Linked DNA regions of Zea mays: region 2 is linked to region 1. Evidence: chromatin contacts called from public Hi-C data. All regions are on one chromosome and are shown on one strand. Each heading gives the region's core, a stretch centred on a gene start, on an enhancer-like site or on the middle of the called end of the contact. The rest is flanking DNA. Distances are from core to core; before and after follow the strand shown.

What was found. Hi-C and Micro-C count contacts between places; a contact is called where the count stands out from the background.
Region 2: a Hi-C map of endosperm shows a contact between it and region 1, with 4 times the contacts expected there. The contact joins the promoter of LOC542418 here to the promoter of LOC100384840 in region 1. A contact is called at or near these places in 3 of 25 Hi-C or Micro-C datasets (bundle sheath, ear and endosperm).

What each region holds. Positions count from the first base shown.
Region 1 is chr3:47,876,246-47,882,012 of Zm-B73-REFERENCE-NAM-5.0, forward strand. LOC100384840 (Retrovirus-related Pol polyprotein LINE-1) reads right to left here and starts at 1,741. Exons shown (of 4, transcript NM_001322360.1): 1 at 1-1,741. The coding sequence starts at 1,679.
Region 2 is chr3:48,156,582-48,163,087 of Zm-B73-REFERENCE-NAM-5.0, forward strand. It overlaps LOC542418 (beta-5 tubulin), which reads right to left and starts at 2,847. Exons shown (of 4, transcript NM_001111988.1): 1 at 2,806-2,847; 2 at 1,893-2,307; 3 at 934-1,203; 4 at 1-618. The coding sequence starts at 2,286.

The sequences.
Region 1 (5,767 bases), core at 491-2,990:
GCCAGAAAGAAATCACCTGATAGAATGAGTGATCTGAGGTTCAGGGTTGATGCCAATGACCCAGGAGCAACTGATGGAGTCAAAATGGTCTCAGTAGCAGCGCTTTGTGTGGCATAAGTGCCATCTGCAAGAACAACAGGCCGCCTGGAAGATACAGTGACAGAGTTCACCACTGCCTTGGCTGGCTTAGCAGAATCAGTTGCCTCCCCTTCATCAGATACAGTGTAGAATGGTAGATCCCCAAGACATTGTTTAATGGTAGCAATGGCACTTTCAACCTCTGATAGAGAGAGGGAGTACTCCCCAAGAATCCAGAGAGCACATGAGCAGACCCGGGATGCTCGAATCTGGTAGAATGTATCAATTAGCCTCTGGATCATGGAAACACGCAGCTTTGGATTGGTCTCAATGATCTCACGTACAAACAGAACAACATCAACAGCTGCAGCAACATTGGTGTCTCCAAGGAAGTCCATAAGGAGGTGTACTACAGACCCAGCCACCTCTGAGTACTCAACAGCACAGGCATGGATGGCCTGCACCAGCATCTGACGGTACTCGCCACCCTTCTCGAGGTCTCCAGCTTGCGTCTTGACCACCTCCTTCTTGAGATAAAGCACCACCTCCTCAACATTACGCGGGGTGAGCAGATCGAGAACTAAATCAAGAACCTTTCTCTTGACATCTAAGTTGGGGCTGGCCAGTGCACGAAGCACATCCATTACCACCCCCACCATGACATCCCGGTGCAAAGTGTGCAGCTCGTTGAGGCGATCCAGTAGAATGAGCTTCACATTGTTGTCACTCTGCGAAGAGAGCAACTGGCAGTAGGTGTTGGCAGCGGCTCGCACTGCCGTGGGTGCTGAAGAGAGTGACACCAGCGCGCCAGCACATTCATAAACAACCGCTGTGCTGGGCGTGGAGAGCAGCGAGGTAATGATGGTGATATACCTTCCCTTGTTGGCACGGTTCTGGGATCGGCAGACCTTGCGGATGAGATCCACAACGGCCATCTGCAGTAGATCGGGCCACTCAGCAACCCGGTCGGCGTTTGAGAGCAGGTAGGCGACAGCGCGGTCCTGTGCACATGCACAGAGCATGAGGAATGCGTTCCTCCGCGCGGACGCGTCCTGCTCAGATGCGAGGAACCGCTCGACGAGCTCCGGCGCGTCCGGGATGAGCTGGTCCCCATGCGGGAGGCGGTAGATCGCGGATACGGAGGAGACAGCGTGTCTCCTGATGAAGTGGTGCCTGTGCTCGAGGTTCGCAAGCACGGACGGCACGAGCGGCTCGAGCACCTCGGGCTCGGAGAGCCTGCAGAGGAACCGCAGCGTGACGCCGCGGATGTACTCGTTGGGACTCTGCAGGTTGTTGCGGAGGTTCTGGCAGATGAGGATCATCTCCGGCAGGGCGCGGCCGGCCGGATCCCGGCGGTCGATGATCTCGAGGTAGAGGAGGAGGAGCTTCTGCACGGTGTGGTCCTCGGAGGGGAGCACGTAGCGGACGATGGTGATGAAGAGCTGCGGGAGCGTCTCGCCGTTTAGGAGGAGCGAGATGGCGCGGCGCATGGCGTCGGCCTTGGCGGGGCCATCGCTGCCCTCCAGATCCGCCTTGATCTCGTTCGCCATCGCGGCCGAGCCCTTGTCGAAGTGGACCAGGAGAGAGCATGGCTTCTCCATGGCGGCCGCGGCGGATCTGCGGCGGGAGGAAGCGGCTGGATCCGCCGGAGGCAGCCGCGGATCGGGATCTGGGAGGAGGGGGAGGAGAGAGGGAGAGTGAACGGTGAGATGTGGGTCTTCTCTTTCCGTCGGTTTTAAGGTTTGGACATTTGGTGCGCCTTGTTCGTTCGTTCGTTGGCAAAGAGGGTGGTGATCTTGGGCCGACAAAACGGAATTAACGTTTTGAGGACTGAGCAATCTGGCCGCGAATCCCTCTCAATTCGCCATGAGCGTGGAGGACCGGATCACTCGCACAACTGGCGCAGGTATCACGATCCACAAAGGCCCATCTCAATTCGCACTAGCCTTCCATGTGATCCGGCCCGAAGACGGCTCACCAGTCACGAGTAGAACATTCAGCCGATGGCTAGGCCAGTCGCCCAGCGGCTTTGCTGCTTCGACCTGGAAAAGCGCAAGGCCATCGACGAGGAGGTCGTAAAGCTCTTAGCCACAGGATTTGTAAGAGAAATACACCACCCAATGTGGATTGTGAATCCTAAACTTGTTAAGAAGAAGAATGTGAGCTGGAGCATGTGTGTTGACTACACAAGCCTTAATAAGGCATGTCCCAAAGATCATTTTCCTCTCCCACGCATCAACCAGATCATAGACTCCACCACCGGGTGCGAGCTCCTTTCCTTCCTGGATGGCTACTCGGGCTATCACCAGATCACCATGAAAGCGACCGACCAACATGCCACCACCTTCATCACTCCCTTCAGAACGTTCAGCTACGTATCCATGCCCTTTGGATTGAAGAATGTCGGGGCCATGTACCAGCGTTGCATGCTCCAGTACTTCACCGACCAAGTCAGGCGCAGCGTGGAAGTCTATGTTGATGACATTGTTATGAAGACCAATAAGTACGGTGACCTCATCACCGACCTAGAGGAGACATTTGCCAACCTTCGAAGGTTTCAGATCAAGTTGAACCCTGAGGAGTGTGTCTTCAAGGTCCCTAAGGGTAAGTTCCTAGGTTTCATGGTCTCTGACCGTGGGATCGAAGCTAACCAAGACAAGATAGAGGCCATCCAATGCATGGGCCCCATCCAGAACTTCAACGGAGTGCAGCGACTAATCGGATGTGTCGCTGCGCTCAGCCAGTTCGTCTCTAGGTTCAGAGAGAAGGGCATGCCCCTTTACAGACTCCTTAGAAAAAGCGACCATTTTTCTTGGACTGTTGAAGCCCAGGAGGCCCTCAATCGGATAAAGGTGTTCCTAACCTTGTCGTCGGTCTTAGTTGCGCCTGACCCAGGTGAAACCCTCCTCTCTATGTTGCAGCCACAACCCAGATGGTCAGCATTGTGCTAGTGGTGCAAAGAGAGAACTAGGGCCACATACTCAAGGTATAGAGGCCCGTTTACTTCGTCAGTGAGGTGCTGATCGAGTCCAAGATTCGATACCCTTAGATCTAGAAAATTGCTCTATGCAGTCCTCATCGCCAAGTGAAAGTTGATCCACTACTTCGATTGACACCCTATGTCGGTGTTTTGACCCAAGGGTCCTAATTAACTAGTAAATTTGTGTTACGTGCCCTTGTCTTGGATGGGTGATGCAAGAAGACACATATGGTTTATCCTGGTTCAGGCAAGAGAAGGCCCTACATCCAGCGGGGGAGGGAGACTTGTATTATCTTACACCTAAGTGCTCGTAGTAGGGGATACAAGCAAGTCGAGAGAGGGAGGGAGTCCCAAGTCTCTGAGTATGATTGAGGCTAGTGCTGATATTAGGAGTGGAGTGAGTAGTGAGTGGTGAAGCGTCCCCCTTTTGTAGAAGGCCCCAGGATCCTCCTTTTATAGTCACAAGATGAGGCCTAGGTGTACAAGGGTTGTTTGCTATTGTTATGGTTAGAGGATGTAACACCTCTGGTATTACGAGAACTAAAACTTGGGCATGACATCATGTGCACTAGCATTACATTGTGTATGATATACCTAGAATGCATCCACTAGGCTAAAATCTCAAAACAAAACATTGATGTGATGTCTGTGTGATGATATGATCTGGTAAGGAGATTCTTAACCCTAGGTTGGAGTGCCTCTCTCCAAGGACTAGAAGTATGTGACTTTATGTGGTAAACACTAAGGAGTGATCTTACCAAGTTGGTGGATTTGTTCAAAGAATAATGATTTAGAGAGAGATTAAGCACTTAATGTACCCTAGGACACTCAAAACCCTAATTTGGAGCCCAAAAACCCTAATTAGTGCCCAATGGGGTGATTTCAAATTTTCTGCACTTTTGCCAAAAGTGTATATATCAAGTAATAGAGTAACAAAAACTAAGCAACTTTTATATTTTGAGATTTCCAAGTTTTGTGGTGAAACTTGGAGTAATCTACAAAAGTGCATGAGCAACCCTAACTTTGAACTCTGAAAAATAGTGATAAGGAGCCAACTTTCGGCTCTTGTATCTCTTAATCCAAAAGGGATTTGTTATAAGTCATTATGGCAAATTTGTAGAGCTACTATAGTAGTCCAAATTTGATTAAGTGACTTAGCTCAAGAATTGTGTGAAATTTGGAGAAAAATGCCCTAGAAGTCGGGCTGTCAATCGAAGGGAAGTCTGAATCTAGACTAACAGTGGCCTTGGCCTAACTTTGGAGCCAAATTATGACTAATCCAATCAAGTTTAGATCAGGATCACTGTGAAAAAGTTAAAAACTATATATAGGAGAACAACTTTGCTGAAAAATTGAAGTATTTCACCCCCAAAGTTGCTCTGTCAGGCACCCTGGATGGAGTTCGACATTGTACAGTAACTGAACATGATCACAGGTTCAGTGAACCTTACCGCCGGTGATCTGCACGCCGTGATCCGAGCCTGCCACAAAGGTTTGTGCTCGGTTCGAGTGAAATATCAATGTGGAGGGTAAAAAGATTGTTGGGGTGAAGTTGGGCCCTGGCGCAAGCCTGCCATAGCACCCCTTACCGGTGTTATGGCCGTGGGATCGCCGTCGATGATCTCTTGGTTCTCTCTGTTGTGCCACATTATGCTTCAATTATTGCTCCACAGTAGTCGTGGTCGTCGTCGAAAGGCACCCCTGAGTCATTGGGTCACCTGTGCGCCACGGTAGATGAACTCCGGTGACTCATCCCCTCAACGTCGTGAGCTCATTCTCTCCCAAATTCGTGAAACCTGTGGCCGATCACTATAAATTGAGTGTTTCCCTCGCTTCGCTCTCTCTGTTATGAACCCAGTCCACCCTCAGTCGATCCCTCTTGTCCACCAGAGCGTGAATTCACCGGATTTCCCCTGAAACGGTCGTTATCGCCGTTGTGAGACATCTCGCCGTGGCCAACCTTTCCCAGGTCAGTTTGTGTCCCTTATTCTCGTTTTAGTACCTCTCTGACCTCTAGATGCTCACAGTCTCGACCAATTGAATGCTACCACGCTATAGGTCCGAGAACACCGTGTTGACACCCGGGAACGCCGTCGTGGACATTGCTCACGTCGATCGATCATCCCAGGTTATCTCTGTCCAAATTCTTGCAAGCACCGTAGCCCTAGTAGGTCACTAGTTCTTTCCGAGTCATTTGACTGAACGCTACCGGCTCATGTAACCCAGAACAAGCTCGCCGGAGTCCTTGCTCCGCCATTATCGTGGACAGACACAAGTTATTGGCAGGATAATAAAAATAGTCCATAGGATGTGCTCGAGTAGCCTCAGGGATGGAGTCCATGTGCTCGACACCGTCGGAACATGTCACCGGCGACGAGTACACGCGATTCCGGCCAGGTGTTTGACCGGAGCACCGTCGGAGACCTGGAGCTGTGAAGAAATATAAATAGGAGGACTTTTGTGTAGTTGTCAGTGAGACATATGAATAGTGCCCAAGGATTATTTACTGGTTATTCCAATGCCTAGGGGCATCGTCGTAAATCCGCCAACGCGGGCGCGGACGCACATGGTTTCTACGATAGCTTGTGCCTGTTGGGCCGAATCCGACCCAATCTTGTTCATGTTTTATCCTTTTCTTTTTACTGCTAGCTTGGGAAATCCATCAAAAATAGTAGAAAACTGATAAAATCATGGGACCAATTTTACTAT
Region 2 (6,506 bases), core at 1,597-4,096, 280 kb after region 1:
CATCCTGGTACTGCTGGTACTCGGACACCAGATCGTTCATGTTGCTCTCAGCTTCGGTGAACTCCATCTCATCCATGCCCTCACCAGTGTACCAATGCAAGAAAGCCTTCCTCCTGAACATAGCAGTGAACTGCTCGCTCACACGGCGGAACATCTCCTGGATGGACGTGGAGTTGCCAATGAAGGTGGAGGCCATGGAGAGGCCACGCGGAGGGATATCACAAACACTGGACTTGACGTTGTTGGGGATCCACTCCACAAAATAGGACGAGTTCTTGTTCTGGACATTAATCATTTGCTCATCAACCTCCTTAGTGCTCATCTTGCCACGGAACATGGCAGAGGCTGTGAGATAACGACCATGGCGTGGGTCAGCAGCACACATCATGTTCTTGGCATCCCACATCTGCTGGGTTAGCTCAGGGACAGTGAGCGCACGGTACTGCTGCGAGCCACGCGAGGTGAGTGGCGCAAAGCCAACCATGAAGAAGTGGAGCCGAGGGAACGGGATCAGGTTGACTGCAAGCTTGCGCAGGTCAGAGTTAAGCTGTCCTGGGAAGCGGAGGCAGCAAGTGACACCACTCATCGTTGCACTGATCAAGTGGTTCAAGTCTCCAACTGTTCAGAAACAAAATGTCAGAAGTATTCAAGAATTTCAAAATACTAAATGACAACATGGTTTCTATAAACAATAAGCAAAATCATTGATTGAAATCTGGTACAGATCAAATGACAGCTTGTTTTTTTATTTATTTCGGCAGCCATGTATATCTAATCTGCTAACAATACGAATAAATAAAAGCTCAATGAAATTATTGGGCAAAAATATATTGTGGCAAAGCCATCATAGGAATATAAATCTTGTGACAATGCATATCGCAAATAACACATTTTGAAAACAGGAAAATTAAACTTGAGCTTAAATCAACTTACAGCTAGGGGTCGTCAGCTTCAGAGTTCGGAAGCAAATGTCATAAAGTGCTTCGTTGTCAAGAACCATGCATTCATCAGCGTTCTCAACCAACTGATGGACAGACAGGGTTGCATTGTATGGCTCAACAACAGTGTCTGACACCTTGGGCGAGGGAAAGACAGAAAATGTCAGCATCATCCGATCAGGGTACTCCTCTCTGATCTTTGAAATGAGAAGCGTGCCCATTCCAGATCCAGTGCCTCCTCCAAGGGAATGGCAGACTTGGAAGCCTGATTACAGCAAGTTAAGAAAAATAGTGAGACTAAGGACACCTGAATGTTACCATCATAGTAAACCTGTGCACAAACCAAATAGAGACAACCTAAATTTGTTCTCTCACAAAAGAGAAGGGCAATGTGTGGTCCAATATCACATAAGAAAATACCTATTGCGGGTGTCAATCACATATCCCTCATGACACTTTTGAAGTCTTTCATATATGAAATCAATCAAACAGGGTCAGACTATAAACAATATGTGTAGAAAACCTAATCCTTGTCGATGCAGTTCATTTGTAGTTAAAACTAATACAAATCAATATTGGTGAAGAAACTCATGTGCCATGTGACTGCAGTTAACAGTAAAAATAACAATCTGGTGGCCTAAAATGATGAATCCTACAAGTACCGTAGGACAAGGGATAAATGGGCAATTATATTCAACAATATAGAATACAAAGGCTTATCAGATGCAAATACTGGCCAACAACCAAGTGACCACCAATTAGAAGTAGAATAGAAAGCAAGCATGCTTGTGGCTAAATAATCGTGCCTTCCAAGAGTAATAACAGCATAAAGTTGAGTGCTCTCATCACATCTAACACACATCAGAGCAATCACATAAGCATAATTAACAGTACACTTTCAGGTCAAAAGGCAAACAACAGCAAGCATTTCAGTATGATAAAAACGAAATGAACCTTGGAGGCAGTCGCAGTTCTCAGCCTCCTTTCTGACAACGTCAAGCACGGAGTCAATGAGCTCTGCGCCCTCTGTGTAGTGGCCCTTGGCCCAGTTGTTCCCCGCGCCAGACTGTCCGAAGACAAAGTTGTCGGGGCGGAAGATCTGGCCGTACGGTCCGGTGCGGACGCTGTCCATGGTGCCAGGCTCGAGGTCCATGAGCACAGCGCGCGGCACGAAGCGGCCGCATGAGGCCTCGTTGTAGTAGACATTGACGCGCTCGAGCTGGAGGTCGGAGGTGCCGACATAGCGTCCGGTGGGATCGATACCATGCTCGTCGCAGACGACCTCCCAGAACTTGGAACCGATCTGGTTACCGCACTGGCCGCCCTGGATGTGGAGAATCTCCCTCATGGCTGGATCTAAGGCCGGTAGCTGCAGGTGGGAGGGGAGCTGAAGGGTGGTTAGAAGCGAGAAAATGATGGGGACATTGCTCCCAAACAGGAGTGGAGAACCAGATCCATGGAGGAATAACAAGCACCAGCACAGAAACCAATCAAATCCGGGAAAAACAGGGAAATGAGGAACAGCTTGAGATCTACCTGAAATTCTACGAACAAAACCAAAACACCCAAATCCCGAAATAGGAACCGAGAACTTCTAGGATCCCGAAATGGCAACAGGATTCATGATTTGACAATCAAACGCCGAACCTAAATTTGGAGTGGTGCAGATCTAAGCAAACCGCAACACCCAACAAAACCTAACACCACCGGCGAATACATCGACGCAAACCTAGCCCCAAAATTCAAACCTAACAAAACGGAACCTAAAAAACGAAATCAGCTACCACCAGACATAAATCCCCCACGCGGACACTAAACATAATCCGAATTAGACGCAAGCAACAAGGATTCCACGCCGCATTTTTACCTCACAGAAGCGAGTCGGCCGTCCAGAATAGGGAGAGCGAGGAGAGGAAGGTGGTGTGGTAAATGAAATGAGCGAGTGCCCAGAAAGGGGGCGGATTTTATAGTGGGCGCGGGGGGGCTAGGGCACCGGATCGGGCGGCCCAGTCGCGTTCCCTCCAAAGCACCGTCGGCCGCCGGGGTCATCCGATCGTTCCCATCAGACGGCCGGCAGCGTCCGGTTCGAAAACGGCCCGTTGGGCACTTGGATTTTGAAATTTTTCGGGTGTCCGCTTCCCGGCCAGGAAAATGACGGTGTTGCCCGGGCGCGTCTCGACGTTTGTTTGCTTCTGGTTTGCCGGCGTGGGAGTAGGGATGGCAATTTTACCCGCGGGTTCGGATATCCGCTGGATATCCGACCCGTCAGGTTCGGTTTCGGGTACAATATTTCACCCGCGGGTCTTACCTGTACCCGACCCGAGGTAACATCGGGTCGGGTTCGGATACTGTACTTTACCCGCGGGTCCTCCGTGGATATCCGAAAATATGTAAATATGAGCCAATTATAGCCCAACTGTAGGCCCAACTTCAACTAGCCTAGCCCGCATAGGCACAGTCGGCCAGCCGCACTCCGTCTCTAACCTAGGGCAGGCCATCGGCGGATCAGCCACACCTCAGTCCCTCGACCTGTGACCTGCCCAGGCACCCACTGCCGCCAACCTCGAACGGTCTCACTGAGCCTGGAGCCGCTGACTCACCCAGTCGCCTTGGGTCCATTTCGCACTTGCTGGTCCGCACGGTCAGGAGCACGAGCACGCCCGCACGGCAGCAGGCAACAGCCAGATGACACCCAGCCAGACGGCAACAGTCGCAAGGACAGCCAGCTCACAACACATGTGTAGTAGTTTGATTTATTTGTATATGATATATTAGTGTAAAGTCTAAACGCTATGTCAAATGTGATTTTATGTAGCTATATATGAGTGTCAACAAAGAGTTATGTGTCCCTATGTAGCAGTTTGATTTTTTGTGTAAAGTGTAATTATACCCGCGGGTATCCGATACCCGCCCGATACCCGATAGGTACGGGCACGGGTACAAAATCCTACCCGCGGGTATAGTCACGGGCGGGTATAAGTAATGCCCACGGGTATTGTCGCGGGCGGGTATTTACCATACCCGATCCGAACCCGACTCGTTGCCATCCCTACGTGGGAGTATGGGCTGTCTCGTTCTGTGTACATCAGTACATGGCAATTCTTTTTCCCGCGTACATCAGGCCAGCGGTCAATCCCGCTAGCTTCGGAAATAGAGTTAGGTTATAAGAGCGTTTCCAACAACACTCTATATACGTATATGTATACTAAATTTAGAGAACGGTGACGTATATAATCCCTCAAAAAGTGTGATTTGGTACTTCGGTTACGACAAGACAACCGAGGGCGTAACAAGCTCACTCCTCCCTGAAAGGACCCTTCATCATCGCCAAGATGCTAAAGCCAGGGACGTGCAAGCTCTGCAACGAGGAAGGAAAAGTCTACAGCAATGCATAGAAAATAGAACAGCTATATCGCTTATATCCTTAGGCATATGGCTGAATTGTACTATTCTCATGATTAGTAAAGTATAGCTTTCAAGGGAGGATTGGCCTTGCTTTCAATACAAGACTCCCTCGGGGGCTAGTAGGGGGAGCCCCTCCTCTGTGTTGTTTTTTCTCGCAGTTTTAAAAAAACATGTTTCGTACCCTCGCCCTAGTCATAACGTGAAACCCTCAAGAACAAGGGACATCCCGATTAGGAATGATAGCCGAGTCGCGGGAATACCTATGCCTCAAGGATACGGTTTCCTCACTCACGATTCCCTTCCTAAAAGGTAATTCACGTTCTAACGAGGACACCACAGTAAGACAGAGCAACATGCACAAAAAAGCAGGAAAATTACACACCATGCAAATAGAACTTTAAAAATTAAGTTCTCGGTACGATTTATACAAATTCAAATTTTCAAAACCCCGCGGGGCAGGGGTCGGGCCTATGCGGTCGGAGGAGGGAGGACGTCACCCTCGGCGTCACCAGGGGGCACGACGGTAGGCGACGGCGTGGGCGAAACCACCTCGGCCTCAAAGTGGCGCGCCAGCGAAGACCCTGGCCCCTCGGCGGCACCAACAAGCCTCCGCATCTCGGCATCGGCAAGGTCAGGCTCGTCGGGGAGAACGTAGCCCTCGCACACCAGCTCGAGATCTATCTCGTAGTGGGAGGCGACCATGGCCAACGCTCGCTTCACCCCAAGGTGAACAGCCTCGCGGAGTTCACCATGTAGGTAGCCATTTAGGGCTCGCATACGGCTCCACGAGGCCCGCCCTGGGGACGTCCACCACGTCGAGGTCCTGAAGAAACTCCTCCACTGCGTCGGACATCTCCTTCAGCTCAGCCACCTTTTGGTCCACGGTCTGGGATAGCATCCGGGAAGTCTGAGCAACGGTCTCTAGATCCTTCTCGAGCCTTGGAAGGAGGACGGAAGTATTGAGCCGTGGTCAGAAAAAAGAGATTAGACCAAATAAAACGAGACTTCAACAAAATACCTCCCACTCGGGCCTTCAAGGCTCAACCTCCAGGTGCTTGGAGAGGGAGTCGATGCAGAGGGAAGCTTCGGCGACCTGACGCCGAGACTCGTCCCGCTCCGCCACCACCGCCTGAAGGTTTCCCTTCAGCAGCCGCATCTCTTCTTGCCGCAGGTCCGCCTCTGCCTTCAGGCGGCGGACCTCCTCCGCCAGCAGGGGCACCTTCGCGTGCTCGGCCACGGCCTCATCCTTTAGTCTGCCATACAGCGATGTCAAGTCTACCATCTCGGCGCTCTTCAGCGCCAGCTGCTCGTTGGCATGAAGCGGCATGGCCCGATGGCACAGCAACGCGACCTAGATGTCTCGTTCGTGGCGAACGAAGATCAACTTGGCCATGAATTTCGCCATGACGTCCTGCAAAAGAAGAAATTCACATCATCACACCACCAAAAGCGAAGGATTCCTAGCATAGATAGGCACCACCCTTACCTGAGTCATCACCCGGAGCTCCGCCCACATCTCCCGCTCCCGGTGTCATCGAGGACGAAGTACGGGTTGCCCTCGGTGGACATCTAGGTCAGGGCTGACCCTCCCAATATGAAGAGGTGCGGCGCAGCGCGAACGAGGTCACCATCAGCCCCTGAGAGAGGAGCTGGATGATGTACTCCTCGAACGGCTCCATGAGTGGCTCTGAGGGACCGACCTCCTCGGCAACCCCCGCCCTAGAGCTCGGCTTAGCTTCGAGGGTATCAGGGATGGCGCGGAGAAGGTCGGAAACTATGGGTGACGCCACGTGTAAGGAAAATGACCCCGGGCCATTTAGCTCAATAGGTTTTGGTGTTTGATGATCAACATAACCTGTGGACTAATGTATTTCCCAAGTATTTGTGTGTTGTAGTTCACAGGATGCGAAGTGGATTGGACTGAGGCTCTGAGGATGCAACACCTCAAAGAAGACATTATAAGACTCATAGAAGACATTACAAAGTAATATTGAAGACACTTTATATATGCTAAGAGTCCAACACATCAAGAAGTAGAAGTGAGATACAAAGCTACAAAACAAAAGTGAAGTTGATAAAGTTGAGAGGAAGGGCTGACTGAATTGAAAGTGTTTCACAACATCAAATATATTCAAACTGACATGGCTTCAACTCTGAGATGTA